Regions from separate parts of the Gossypium hirsutum genome. Here region 2 is linked to region 1. Evidence: chromatin contacts called from public Hi-C data. All regions are on one chromosome and are shown on one strand. Each heading gives the region's core, a stretch centred on a gene start, on an enhancer-like site or on the middle of the called end of the contact. The rest is flanking DNA. Distances are from core to core; before and after follow the strand shown.

Evidence for each region. A called contact is a pair of places that touch in the nucleus more often than the background predicts.
Region 2: a contact with region 1 is called in a Hi-C map of leaf, with 2.3 times the contacts expected there. The contact joins the promoter of LOC107890066 here to the promoter of LOC107889225 in region 1. A contact is called at or near these places in 2 of 34 Hi-C or Micro-C datasets (both in leaf).

Annotation. Positions count from the first base shown.
Region 1 is chrA09:66,751,491-66,759,380 of Gossypium_hirsutum_v2.1, forward strand. It overlaps LOC107889225 (serine/threonine-protein phosphatase BSL3), which reads right to left and starts at 4,920. Exons shown (of 21, transcript XM_016813580.2): 1 at 3,676-4,920; 2 at 2,320-2,380; 3 at 2,164-2,242; 4 at 1,954-2,033; 5 at 1,775-1,869; 6 at 1,541-1,640; 7 at 1,068-1,137; 8 at 538-639; 9 at 360-441; 10 at 1-38. The coding sequence starts at 4,129.
Region 2 is chrA09:66,900,427-66,908,316 of Gossypium_hirsutum_v2.1, forward strand. LOC107890066 reads left to right here and starts at 3,981. Exons shown (of 1, transcript XM_016814580.1): 1 at 3,981-4,421. The coding sequence starts at 3,981. The coding sequence ends at 4,421. It overlaps LOC107890300 (a long non-coding RNA gene), which reads left to right. Exons shown (of 3, transcript XR_001681912.2): 3 at 747-792.

The sequences.
Region 1 (7,890 bases), core at 3,670-6,169:
TTTTGTATCACACCAAACTCCCGCAGCAGTATCCAACACTATCAGAAATGGGAATAAGTTAGGAACTGCATGAAAACCCCAAGTTTTACATTGAATAAATGTGAGATCAGAGAAAGGATTGACAGCTTTAAGAGATAGTTTGTTCCCTACTTTATGCACTACCATTGCATCACTTTTTTTCCAGTAGAGAGAATAACCTATATTTGGGGAAGTTTATAACAGATTTTACCTGAAAAAACTACTTTTAAACCTTAAGATTTTACAAACTGATATTTGACACAAACCAAACAAACCACTAGCACAGTACATGTAATAAATAAGTCATGACACCAAAAAAAAAAAAAAACAAGGCCAAGCACCTGCAACACTTGACGAGTCTTCAACCATGCGTCCACCACCAAGTGCCCCACCAGAAACATGGAGCCTTGCATTGACAAAGACCTAGAAACACAGCACGTGCATCTGATTCATCTAGCCAGAAAAAGTCATGAATTGAACTGAACTATAAAAAATGAGCACAATAAAAGAAAAACTCACAGCAGCATGTTGATATCTTGGTGATGGTGAGACACCCGGAGCAATTGCCCATTCCCATCGACCATCCCTGTGTTTTGCAAGTCCATATGCACTAGCCAATGGCTGAGAAAAGAAGCATGAAGAGAGAACAGATTGAACAAACCCAATGGTACAAAGGTATGTATGCATATCAAAATAAAAAGGATAAATTTATGACACCATTTACATGCATCTTAGATCAATCTTTAAAATATCTCCATTGCTATTATTTTCAAATTCATTAGAAATCATTAAAATGCCTCTCTCTCCCTATCTAGACAGAGAAATATAAATTTCAAATCAGTGCCAACATTTATAAAGATGCATTGAAACTTTACCCCAACTAAACATGGAAAACCTGCCCTAAAGCAAATAATAAATCGAAGATAAAACCAGAGACTACAACATCTTGCGCCATATTGTTCAGAAAACAATACATATATACATACATGTATATATTAGGCCATACATTTACTAATCTAAACACCATTTGGTGCAGATTCTAAACTCACCACACTGTTAGCATCCCTCCCTCCACAGAGCAGAAGGAGACCATCTGATCGTGCACTTGCAGTAGCATACCTATTTAAACAGAGATTGTCAACAAGGAATTAGTTTAAAATTGCCTACATAAATCATCAAAAAAAAAAACAGCAACAATAATCATGTAGATGCTAGCTTGAAATCATTGTTTCGGAGAGTATAAGCAAGACTATGAGCTTTAATATACAACATTATCAATAAAGTTATAAAATACCAGAAGAGGAAATAAATATAGATACATCAATAGTCACCATGTCCAACTGCATCCATTTTGAAAGATAAGCATAGCAATACAGTATCATTTAGGTTCATGTCATGCATACAGCTTCTAAGAGACCCAAAACTATAAAAATAGAACAGACCATGTAATCTAAGGTTAGTTTTGGCACACTACCACAAGTCAGTTCTGTGTGTGTATGTGAGAGAGAGAGAGAGAGATTACATGCATGGAGGTGGGCCTTCCCCTTCAGGTTCCAATTTACGCCATTCATAAGGCTTGGCAGCAGTATCCAGGGCCCATACATCAGCCAAAGGTCGTTTTCCTGGAAATGATGCACATCGTTCAGAAAAGAATTCACTTGAAAATCTAGATACATTTTAAATAAAAATTAAAAGAAATTTCCATGATAATTTTAAGAAAATGCAAGCAAGAAAAACAGAATAACAGATTATTTACCATCATTTCCACCAATAGCCATGAGATACCTTTGTCCCACCAAAGCCATCACATGTCCATAACGTGGCCCTGGCCCAGGGCCTTGCACAACAACCCTGAAGTACAATGAAAAGTCATATCAATAGCCAACCATAACAGTATAAATAAGGTGCAAACACATGCATCCTTCAAGACCAAACCTATGCCACCGTGGTCGCTGCTGTGTGAGATCAAGAACGTGAAGATCCTCAGCAGACAAACCAGCTGGACCAATTCCACCCTAAGTCAAAATAAAAACTTCACATGAGGAATTACTAACAGTAGAGGGAAGAAACTTAAATAAATAAAAACATTGTAAACAGAAAAAAAAAAAAACAAAGGATTTATGATAAAATACAGTGTGCTCTAACCTGAATAACGACCATAGTTCCCACGGCAGTTGCCACATGAGCTGCCCTTGGTGTAGGTGGCTCTCCAAAGGGCGTGATCCTGTGAGATTACATAACGAGTCAAGTGGATATCAGGAATGCAGAACAGCAGTAATGAACCCTTAGTCCTAGGCTTACCTAGACCATTTATTACTTAACACATCATAACAGTGCACATCAGCAGTGGCACCTGCTAGTCCTGAAATTTAATAGAAACAAAAAGAAGTTTAGACCATGAACATCATCCAACACAAAAGAGAAAAATTCTAAAGAATTATTTCTTAAAAGAGGGATAGGGGCAACAACAACCATCCTTGACATTCCATATGTTGCAGATTTGTTGGGGATTAAGCCAAATAAAGGTCCTACTTATTCATTATTACTTGAAAATTGATCAAAAATCCTTGATTATTTTACCATTCAAAACTTAAAATGAAGCCCGATATTTAAACTTCAATCATCCTAAGTGTATGCACTATATGATGATTATTTCAAAAGAATGAAGATATTATTTTTCTTAGTTAGAGGAGCATGAATTATAAAAAATAAATAAATAAATAAAGAAGAAGAAGAAGCATGACTATTTCAAAAGGATAAATTGGAACATTAATCGTAACAGCAGGAAAATTTAGGCATGGCGTTTTCTGAATAAAGAAGTTTCTATTTGCAACTTAAGGTAAACCAGGATATTTAAAACTGTAAGCTGAAAATAGTCGTATTGCTAGTTTAACTTTGAAAAAAGGTAAGAAGTCCAAAAAAATCAGCGTCCAAAATATCACCAGAAAACATCTTTAAAGTGTTTTGGGAGCTGGCATGGAAGGAAAAAACAGGAGGGCAGGGAGAGTGCAAACTCCAGAATACAAAACTGAAAATATTGAAACATCAGTTTCACACAAGGACCAAGAGGAAAGGAATATACTTCTAGCCTTCCATCACTCCATAAGACAAAATCATGGGCATTTTGAATTGTGCAAAACCCAAAGAATGCAAGGTTCAGATGCCACCTCCATAATTCCAAGCTATAGACGGTTTTAAAATTCATTTAACTTGGTATTAGCGAAGAACCTAAAAGATTATCACACTACATCTATTCTGTAAAAAAAAATCAGCCTTCTTGAAGTGGCACCCCTTTAGAGTTTTCTTTCTTTCTTTCCAAACAACAAAAAGAAAAGAACTTGACTCTTTAGAGTAGTTCCTTCCTCCCCAAACCAATAAAAGGAGAAAACAGTTATTTACCTTAATACAAACATCAGCTGAGTAATTTGGCCTAGTATTAAGTTAGGGTTTCTCACCAAATATGAATTGCTGAAGCAATAATTTCTGGGTCTAAACTCTAAAGAATACGCATCTTAAATCCTCTAAGGTTCTCACAAATATGTGGACACCTATAGGCTATGGCCAAATTTCTTTGCATCTTAAATCACTTAAACCACAGTAAATTTTAAGGGTTTCTTAGACATCACATCAAAATGGAAGAAAATAAAAATAACTTACTGATGCCAGCGCTTCCAGCCGACGATGGAGTCCCAGAAGCAGCAGAATTCCCTTCGAGTGCCGTGGCGCCACCAAATAAAATCAACCTGGGCCCAATATACCCAGGCGTCCCTTCTTCCCCCACAGCTACCACAGCCGTTAGAGTATGCCCACACCTAGGACCTGGCCCGTCTTCTTTCTTCTGAATAATCGCATTAACCACCGAATAAGTGGGCGCCCATCTTGGCCCAACCACCGGCGTTTGCGGCTGTCCCTGAGTAGCAGGTGGGGCAGCAGCAGACTGTTGTTGCGCCGAAGTGGGCGCAGATCCAACAGGTCCCGGTGGCGAAGCCTGGTTCTCTAGTTGCTGGTTTTGTTGCTGTTGCTCCCTCTCCATCGGCGCTGAAGATTGAGAAGCTCCGTTTTGATTCTGATCGTGGTCAGTCTCAGGCACCATCGACGAATCCACATCCATTTCTTTAACGTTCCCAAATTAAGCCCTAAGTTCAACAAATCGTAAATAAACTAGGCACACTATCTTTCCTTAACGCTATTGCACTTTCATTGACGGTGTAAGCTTGAGCTTGAAATTTTACTGCGACTTAATAGAAGAATGCCAACGAAAGCGAAAGACCTGCGATTGTAAGTCGACAAAGAGAAAGCCCTAACTACTTTTCCAATGGCTTCACTCGCAAAACAAGCCACCAACGCGGGCAAAAACACCGCCGGCTCCCTCCTGAGATGGAAAGGTCTTTCCCAGAGAGGTGATTGATTAGTACTAGAAGGTTAAGGTTAAGATGAAGAAAGTGCTAAACAAGCAAAATTCAAAATTATAAAACCCTCAATCGAGGCAAATCAAGATCTTCAACCTAAAATCAGAGCTAATTCGATTTTCCGATCAACATTTTTCGAAAACCCTAGCTCAGATCGTGAATTAACCACCTCGTTAGAAAATTCCACAAACACATTCCAGGAAAAATTAGTTATAATTCCAGGAAATAGAGGGAAAATTGAATGGAGAAAAGAAAAAAAAAGAAGGGTGACAAACTCAAAGCCTTTTTAACAACAAAGAGATGAAAATTAATGATCTCATTTTCTCTCTCTAGAATGTGTATGTTATGTAAGCGTAACTCACTCTGTTCTTTTTCGTAAAAATAAAGTTGATTTTTATTTATTAATTGTTTCTATCTTTTACCGGAGCAGCCGGTAAAGGGACTTATACAAGGAGTAGAGTGGGCGCCGTCTTAGAGGGGATAATGAAGGCGGAGAACGGGGAAGGGTAACCGGAAAGGGGTTAACATATAACGGTGATTACCGATTCCTATTTGCAAGGAGGTGTGCATTTTGCCACCTATTATGGAGGAATTCACAAACCACGCGCAATAATACGCCTGGATTTCCACGCGCAAGGCTAGATTAGGCGACACGTGGAAGTAGGAATTCCAGACTCAAAATAAGGTATTTATTGTTTTAGGGTTCTTCTGTATTAATAGATTACATTCTCTAATGCCATGACTTTTGAAGCATTAACAACTATACGCATTAAATAACACTTCACTTTTTAATTAATTTTACCAAACTAAAAATATTCTTTTTATTTTCTTTTGAAATACATCCACTCATTTCTCCTCTTCTATTTCCATATAAAGACAACCTACATGTCTTAATAACTCTTTTAACATCCAAATTATGTAGATTAGATGAAGTCATAATTGAACATAAAAAGATTTATTAGCATAATTTAATTTTTATAATAAATACTTTCTCTAAAAATATCCCCATTCAAATCTTATTATAACAGATTTTTAATAAATTAAAAAACCCTAAATCTTTGTTCTAACAAAACTTTAATTAAAAGAAAAGACGTAGTTTATGTTTTGAGCTCCCTTAACAACCACATCACGTTACATATTTGAATTAATGTATTCTAATTTTTTATCTCAATCTTTCAATATCACGTTTCTTATTGAATAATAATTTCAATAAAATATGATTTGTTGTATCTTCTTTGAAGTTTTTTTTCCTCTAATTGAGTTATATATATTGTATTATTTTCGTATAAGATACTTAACATCTTTTTCCATGTAATTTACTTATCTTTTGAACATGTTATGTTGATAGTCTTAGCCAAGCATGCTCTTGCCTTGCTTTTTGCATTGCAATTATTCTTGCATTATTTAAAGAAGTGTAACTAATGTACATTTTGTTAAACGTCATGATGGGGTTTTTCCCCCACATGTAAATAAATATCTCATTTGAAATCAACTTCTATGCTAATATAATAAATATCTAGCATATGCATAGTCAATTAATTGAGATTTTGAATCATTTGAATAAAATAATCATATACCAATTAAACATATGAGATATGTAAATATGTTAAATTCCATTCTAATGTCTGTATGTTAGAGAAGAGCTAAATCTTGCCAACAAGCTTACAGAAAAATGTTGCATCAAGTGAGTCGTACAATTTTTTTCTGAGAATTTAGTATCCTTCTACGATTTTAAATCATTTAGGAATTTTTATATAAATTTCATTATCAAGTGAGCCATACAAATTGGCTGTAACGACATCCATTAGATGTCTATCAAGTTTTTCATAAATACCAAACTAATAATATATTTAAACATGATCGCAATAACCAAAAAAAAATATGTCACTTCATAATCAATCTTAAGTCTTTGCAAAAACTCTTATGTTACAGGTCATGCTTTATATCTTATGGTTTCATTTCTTTAATTTTATTTTTGTACAAATTCTCATTTATATCTTACAGGTTTGACACCTTTATTGTTTAGACTACAAGTCCGAAAACCTCACATTTAGTAAGTGAATTCAATTTACTTGAATTACATCTTTCAAATTTGGCCAATTTTCTCCTTTTCTACATTCCTCAATATATGTAAATTCAATATCCTCATTTTCTAGTATTATTTTAACAGCAATACAAGAAAAATGTTGTCAACAAATAAATTTTCTTAGTTCCATCTTTTCCTATAGTAACATAATTTATCAAAATCTCTTCATCATTATTACTTTGATCATGTACCTTAACCTATTTCTAGGTTTTCTAAGCAGTTATGTCGTTACCCTCTTTTTCAATGCTCACCTCTACAATATAGTCATTTATAGCATTTGCTTTTTTTTTACAACGATTTTTATCTTTAAAACCAATTAATCTATTAGGCTTTGGAAGAGGATTTTCATTGGCGTTAGTAAATTGTCCTATAAGGACATAAATTCAAATTGAAACATTTTTAGATGGTACATAAAAATTAATAACTCTTTTCTAGTTAGTAAATACCTTTGGCCATTGATTGTTATACTTCGTAAATGGATTATCTTTTAAATTTCTAGTTTACATTGAATCGTTCAAATATCTTGATAAGATAATAATGATTCATTCCATGTAATTTCTTTTATCAATTGCTTATTTTCTCCCCCCTAATGTTAGGAACATTGTTTCATCAACAATAAATTGGAAAATATTTTACTTTGACCAAAAGCCAATTGTAATGTAGAATATTTATGATAACCTATTAGATTGATGATACAAGTGTTGTAGCATGTAAAACAACATAACTTCGTGTTGAAACAATAAGCTTTGTTCTTATAAGTAATGGTCTAGCAATTATTTGGAAGTGATTATTAATGATTCTGGTAGATTATTCTATTTATGAACATGAGAAAAAAGACTTTCAAATGTTATTTTTATGGACATACAATAATAATTGAAAACCTAAGACATAAATTCACCAACATTATCAAGACAAATTTTCTCAATTACATAATTTGGAAATTATGCCCCTAATTTAATTACTTGTACAAGCAATCTCGCAAAAGTCAAGTTGCAAGTTAACAATAAATACACATGTGATCATATTGTTGATATATCTTTCAAACCATCGAGTACTTAAAATGATCCATATGGTGGGCAAATAAGTCCACATATATTACCTTGAATGTGTTACTGTAACAGGTCGGTTTTAGCTAAAACGGAACAGTGGTTTCAGAACCACAAATCCAATACTAAAAAATTATTTTAATATTATTTTTTGTATTTACAGAATGTTATTTGATATGTGTGAAAATTTCGTGAGCTAATTTTATCGTTTAATTGCTCAATTTGAGAAAAAGGACTAAATCGTGTAAAATATAAAAGTACTATTCTATTAGCTAAAGGTGTCTAATAGCTATAGAACCTTAAATTTAAGGTCCTTAAGTGGTAAATATTC
Region 2 (7,890 bases), core at 2,731-5,230, 150 kb after region 1:
TCCGAACAGAACAATAAAAAGATATAGTGTCTTCCTCATCAATGGATACAGATTTCATACAAAGTATCGTGAGAGAATGAGGAGAACTCAAAATTGTGGAGTTGTTGTTAATTCTTCAATTACAAGTTATGCTAGTGCTAGGGGCAGTAATCCGGTTGAGGGCAATGTGGAGTATTACGGACTTCTTACTGACATTATTGAGTTGGATTACTATGGCAGATGGAAAGTTGTCTTATTTCGGTGTGATTGGGCTGATGTTAATACTGCTCAAGGAATTAAAGAAGATCAATTTGGTTTTACAATGTTAAATTTCTCTCGCTTGATTCACACTGGACAACAATTGATGGACGAGCCATATGTATTTTCCTCTCAAGTGAAACAAGTTTTTTATTCGAAAGATCCAACTGATGAGGGTTGGTATGTTGTACTCCGGAACACCCCTAAAGACTTGTTTGACATGGGTAATGGAAGTAGAGATGACATCGTCGAAAGATCAGAAACATTATCTTTTCCAGAACAAAACTTAGATGAAAATATCCCTAGTACTAATACACAACATCAATGGGTTCGACATGATGTGGATGAAGATATTTACGAATAATGATGTAGTAAGATTTTACAATTTTTTAATTATATGTAATATTATAATTTTAATCTTTGTCATGTTATATAATTTAACTATTTTATATGTACTACTATTGTTGTAATTTGTTACTAAAACTTTAACTATTTTATGTGTATTGCAGGAAAAATGCGTAGAAGAAGATTACAAGATTTAAGTATTGTCCAGAATACTCCAAATTCGGAAGAAGGAAATAGTGAACAGCAGACAGTTGTTGGATCTTCGAATGTGCTGGAGACACTTGATGAGCCTGAAGAATTTCAAAGTAATGTTATGTTCATTTTACATGTGTTGACTTTTATTATTGAATTATTTGTCAATTTTAATATAATAATAGTATATCATTTTTCAGCTAAAAGTGGTGGGACGCGCAGAGTTCGAGGACGTACGCTGCTTAGAGATTTATACGACTTAGATCCTGTCGAGCGTGTTAAAGTAAGTAGAAATACTCATGGTCAGCCTGTTGGATCTGAAGCTCGACTTTTAGCAGGCTATTTGGGCATTTTAGCACGAAATGTAAATATGTTGCCCATCAACTACGAATCATGGCATCACATGCCTGATAGCAACAAAAATCAGGCTCTCGCTAATATTAAGGTAACAAAATGTGAATGTAATTTATAATACTTTGGTTTAAGTTTCATTTATATTTACATTCTAAACTTATGTTTTTTTTAGGAGAGATTTGCTTTAGAAGTCTCCGATGATTATATCAAGAAGGCATTAGCTAAAAGATGAAGAGACAATAAAAGCATTTTACAGAAACAATATTTTAAGAAAGACATAAGCCTCGAGGAAAAATTGAGAAATGTCCCGCCGGGAATGCTGAGGTATCAATGGGAAGATGCGGTTAGATTTTGGAATTCAAAGAAAGGAGAGGTATTGCGTATTTCCAAACTCTTATATATAGTGTTTACTATATACGTAATAATAATTTTATTATGTAGGACTGTGAGCGAGTTGGAACAAGCAGCAGGGAAAAACAAAAATTCACGCACACGGCAGGGTCGAGAAGTTTTGCTTCTGTAGCTGAGGCCGAGGTATTATGAATTTATTAATTATTTCAAATATTAATAACTTTCTATTATTAAATAATATTTTTACTACTATATTGTAGGAAGTCAAATCCGGACAAAAAGTTGGACGCCTTCAGCTTTTTGAGATTACGCATAGGAAGAAAGATGGATCTCCTATGACATCCGAAGCTGGAGAAATTATGGTATATTTACTTAATAATATTTGATTTATTCTAAATATTTATAATCTTTAATTATAATTGTTTAATTCAATTCATCATTAGTAGTTTTAAATAATGTTAAGTTATGTTGCATTCCTTTTTATTATATATTTCGTTTCTAACTCTTTAATTGATTTTTTAGGAGAAACTAAAGGAGAAGAAGGCGAAATATGAAGCGATTGCTTCAAGTGATAGTTCTGTTAATCTTGAGAACATTGATAACATAATTATCACTGAAGTTTTGGGTCCTGAAAGGTACGGTTGGGTTCGATTTCAAGGATCTGGTGTTACCCCGACCCAATATTTTGGATCTGGCTCCCAACAATACATGCCTTCCGGAAGGCAAGCTCAAGCTGAAGCTCAGAGGTTAAGAGACCAGATAGCTTAGATGCAAGCGAACACGGTTGAGCAAATTGCCGAGGTTCAACGAAAATATGAAGAACTCCAGCAACAACTTAGAGCAGAGGCAGAAGAGAGTGAGGCAGCGGCTGCAACGAGAGAGGCAGAGGCACGAGCGATGGTAACAGAGCAGAGCAAAAAGTACGATGACCTCCAGCTACAGCTTTAGCAGATGATGCATATGTTTCAGCAATCGCAAAAGCCGCCATCTTAGACTTTAGTTTTCTTATTGTAAGAATGTTTTTAAGTTCTGTCACGTTTAACATTATTGTAAGAATATTTTAAATTATACTTTATTTATTAATTATATCATATATCTTTAGTTAAATTTGAAGTATCATTTAGAATTAATGTTTTTGGTTGTATTTTTTATGCTAAATTTGCTGTTTTCGGCTGCATTTTATACTATATTTGTTGTATTTGGTTGGATTTTAATGCAGGAAGGGCAGGATATTGGTGAAAAAAATATTGCAAATCTGTCAAAATTAGCGTCGTTTGTGGAAAAAGTGCCGCTACAAGCCGTGACTTTTAGCGGTGCTTTTCCCACAAACGCCTCTAAAAGCCGTGACTTTTAGCGGCGTTTTTCCCACAAACGCCGCTAAAAGTTGTGACTTTTTAGCGGCGTTTTTTTTTTCAATAAACACCACAAAGTTTTGTGGCATTACCTATAGCGGCGTTTTTTGCGGCGTTTTAAAAAGCGCCACTAAAGGCTAAAAAAAGCGCCGCTAAAAATCTATTTTCTTGTAGTGATTAAATACTAAATTGCATAGAAAACAAACTCCTTAAGTGCAAAATTGATCCGAATTAACTACTACATTTAACGACAGGTCATATATACATTATTATATTTAGAAAAATTTGAAACAATTTTGCTTTCAATTAAAATTGTAAATTAAAAAGAATAAAATTTTCAATTAAAATTTATTATTAAATATTTAATCCAAATATTTGTTAAGAATAAAATTTATTATAAAAATTAAATACTTGAATATTATTATTTAATAAAAGTAAATTTGCAAATTATCATTACATTCCTAAAAAAAGTACTTAGCGAAGTAAACGTGATAATGTAACTTTTCTACTATTTTGATCAATATCTTCTACTGTATACCAAATGTTATAAATTAACAATGAATCGCATGCCATTGATATCGTAACATGGGAAAACATTAAATGCTAATGTAAAATATTTTTACCAAAAAAATAATTTTGATAAATATATAAATCCAATTATACTTTATAAAAAAAAATAAGAAGTTAGTGTATCTATTTTAGTTTGTCAAAAAATTGAACCTCATATGTTACGAAAACTAAAAAGTTAGTATATTAGATTTAAGTTGTGAGTTTTGATTCAGAATTATAGTAAATATAATATTGGTTACCAACTTCTTCCGTTTGATAATTAAAAATCAAAATAGTTTGTGTTTGACTTTTGTCAAACAAACTAAAATAAGAAAAGTAAAAGACATTGAATGTTCCGTCGATATTCTCGGGAAATTCCTTTTCTAATTTTAATCCCAATTCCCCTTTCACTTTTGTGAGGTTTTTGATTTAAATGAAATAGAATAAGGAAAAGGAAAAAACTTGTTCCAAAATGAATCGAGAATCACCTTCTCCCATGTTTTCTTCTTTTCAAAATCACCGTTTTCGTTTCCTCTAGCTTCTATTTTCGGGAGAGGGGAAGGGGATTTAGAGAGAGAAGAAACACATTATCGGTTAAAAATGACTCTTCAAGTTTTGTCTCGTTCACCGCCAGTGAGACACAAACGTCCGTGTTCACCTGATGACCTGAAGACAGAGAGAAAAGGGAGGAATTATGGGGGAATGGTCGGTGGTTCTGCAGCGGAGTGCACGGCGGTGTGTTGCTGCTTTCCACTTACCATTATGGAGCTGCTTGTTTTAGGACTTTACAAGGTTCCTACTGGACTTTGCAAGAAGGCTTGCAGAAGGAAGAAAGGAAAGAGCAAGAGCCATGGCTTTCATCCTACGTCGTCTAGTGAGGACCAGGACACGGAGCTACACCAAATGGTGGGTAATGCGGATGATGGGTCCAGGGTAACCGTGGATTCGGAGGACAAGAAGTCGGACCGGTTCTTTGGGACCGGGTTTTGGAGAGATCCTTCGGAAAAAGAGACCCATGACGTGATGTGTGAAAGGAATTAAATCCACTGTGGGCTACCTTTTTCCAATTGGAAAATTTGATTATTTTTTCTCACTGTTCTTTAGAAACTTCGATTAGGTGTTTTATGTTTTTACTTCATAATGAGATCAAATCATAACTCACCATCCAAAACCTGTTTCATTATTTTATTTTATATGCTACATATTATTATCTTTAACTTTGTCTCTTTATTCTCACTATTCTCAACTATTTATTTTGTTTTTGCTTTCATTTTCAACAACAAATTTTATTTATAACACAAAGTGGTCCTGTAAGCCAAAGACCTCAAGAACCCCTCCAAGGGAATAAAACCACCCTTTGCTTGAATTCTCGCTCCTAACATTGATGGATTACTATCCCACCCTGATGCGAAATGGTCTTCGTCTTCGTCTACGCCTTCGCCACTGTTATTATGAAGATGCCTCTGCTAACCTGAAACAACAGAGAGGGCCAAATAATCCAACATCAATTCAAGCCACCGGCAACGATCTCAAAGGGATTCCAAAAAGCTTACACCTCGACTCAAAGGAACCGAAAGACTTTCTTCCTAACAACCACCGGCGACAATAAACAACAAGAGTCCGGCAAAAGAAAAAGAAGAAACTGAAAAGAGCAAAGGAAAGGAGAAGAGAAGAAAACAGATAGGAAAAGAAGAAATCAAGTATTCAATGATCAAGAGAGGAGGGAGAAGGTGGGTCAGCAGTGCAAGCACCGACCATATACAGCAGCAACACAGTAGGGGCAAATGAGGTTTCTTAAAAGGAAAACTCGTTCCACAATTTCATAAATTCAAAAAGAGTTAGCAATTACATGATCATGTAGCACATATCAAACTGGGTTTCATGTCCACTATTTAAGTCCATGCGGCTAATGCTATCAGTCACTTTATTAGCCCATCTAGGAACATAACAAAAATATAAAGAGCTAAAGTAAGATGACATAAACGAGCCTTATTAACAAAATACCCAAATGTGCTAAATCTAGAGTAACAATTGAGAATTTAGAGACCAAAAAAAAAAATTCTGCCTCAATAATAATATCCATGAAGCCAATCTCTCGAGCAAAATCAAGTTTCATTTGGATAGCATAGGCCTACACCCATTTAGCATCCCAACTCTCAGACAAGTGCTGTTCCAAACCACCTAGGACCAACCCATCTTCATCTCACGCCACATAACCAAGGTTTGCAACCCAAGTGTTCTCATCCCAAACCGCATCCACGGTCGCTTTAATTGTCCATATATTAGGGGCGCGCCACTGCTCCTCTCTCGATTGTCTGGGCAGAGTGGTCGATTAAGAAAGTTATGGAGCTAAAATTCCTCATGCAACATCGAGCAAAATTAAGGGCAATATGCGGTGGTGTAAGGCGACCATTGATTACTTCATATTTATTAATAGGGTAAATTATATTGTTGGTGACTCAAGTATTAATGTGTTTCTATTTTAGTCATGAAATTTAAAAAAAAAATTTATTTTGTAACCAACATTATCGATATTAAATATTTTGGTCACTCTTCCATTAAATGATTAACTGAAGGGTTACATGAACTTTTTGATTATTATAATGATAAATTTAACCTTCGATATTTACACATTGTTAATTTGATCATGATTATAGAAAATAGATCACTTCATCATTCCATTAAATAATTTAATGGACAAGTGATACAAATATTCAATGTCAATAACATTGGTAAAAAAAAATTTAAAGTTCTATAATCAAAATAAGAACATGATAATACTTGAGTGACCAACAATGCAAACACTTACCAAAAAACATGAATGTATTGTATACCCATAGCCAAAATTCAATATGCAGTCCGACGGAACAAAATGATTGAAGAAAGAACCATCAAAGATATTATATTTAAGTTTCCACATGTCATAATCACATATGCCACTAGATTAGAGCTAGCAAAACAAGTTCAAGTTCGAAAGTCCGCCTGTGTTGATTCGAGTCCGAGAAAACTCAAGCTGGTAACATATTTGAACTCGATAAAATTTGAGCATAAGAAAACTTGATTCTATAAAAATTCAAGTCTAAGATTGATTTGGTCCGAGCCCAAGATAAATCTAACCCAAAGTTTGAAAAACTCAAATTTTAAAATTGAATAACTATAATAGACATTAATAATTAATATAAATATATGATATTACTTAAAATAAAAAAAAATTGTAATTGTAATTATTTATTTTATAAAAATGTATTAATAAGCCTTACATATTTATATTAAATTTGTATTCATAGCAAAAATAATATATATGTGTAATTTAGTATATTACAATACATGTTTATAATTTATCAAAATTTTAAAATCTTAAAAAGTATTATTTTTAATAAGTTGAATTCTGGATTGGGTTTTATATTTTACAAATTGTATATAGGTATTGGGTTTAATTTCTTTTTATTTTGAACTTGAATATTGGTATATAATTAGTTTATTTTGGATTAGAATAATAATTTCTATATTATTTAGGTTTGGGCTTAATATAATATTTTTTTTTTTGGAATAAAGATTTTAGTATTAGGTTTATAAATTTAGTAAGAAATATAAAAGTTATTCAATTGTCAATATAATATAATAAATAACAAAATACATTTTCATCAATTCATATACATATCATATAATAATAAATTTTACACACAATAAGTGTTTTAATTATTTTAAATAAAAGAATTCTATTAAATATATAATAATTAATATATTATATAATACTATTACAATATGTGATATAGTATTGCATAATATGATAATATATTTTAAAACTATTAATTGGTTCAAAATCAAAATCACTTTTGTTAACTTATCTGCTTGAATTGACTTGATTTAGTCGATTAAATCAATTTTAATCGCTAACTATAATAAATGATATACTATTACATAATATAATAATATAGTAGATAACTATGACAAAAATTATTAATGCACATGTATAAATATAACTATTGTTATATTATAGATTATAATAAAACATATAGTATTACATAATATTGTAATATTTAATATTAATGCTTATATATATATAAACTATTAATATATTGTACATGATATGATATGAGATATTAGTATATAATATAGTTTTTTTTTCTTTTAACTAGGCGATCAAAACAATTATTATAAAAGCGAAATCACTACAAAATGAAGTCAACCAAAAGTTGCACAAGACACACAGAACACTACAACTAGATATATTCATGAACTGGGTTACTTAAATTTAGGAAAGTTTAAACAAAAATATAATACTAAAAATGGGCTTAAACAAAAAAAACAGGCTTGTTAAAAAATGGGTTAGGCTTGGGTTTAAATGTTCAAGGCCCAAGACCAAGCCCAACCCAACCCAACCCAATCCTTTGTTTTTTTTTTAAGTTTGTAATGTTTTATACTATGTTACATATGTTTATATATTATGTAATTTATTATCCATAAAAATATATATAATTAAAAAAATATTAAATTAAAAATAATGTAA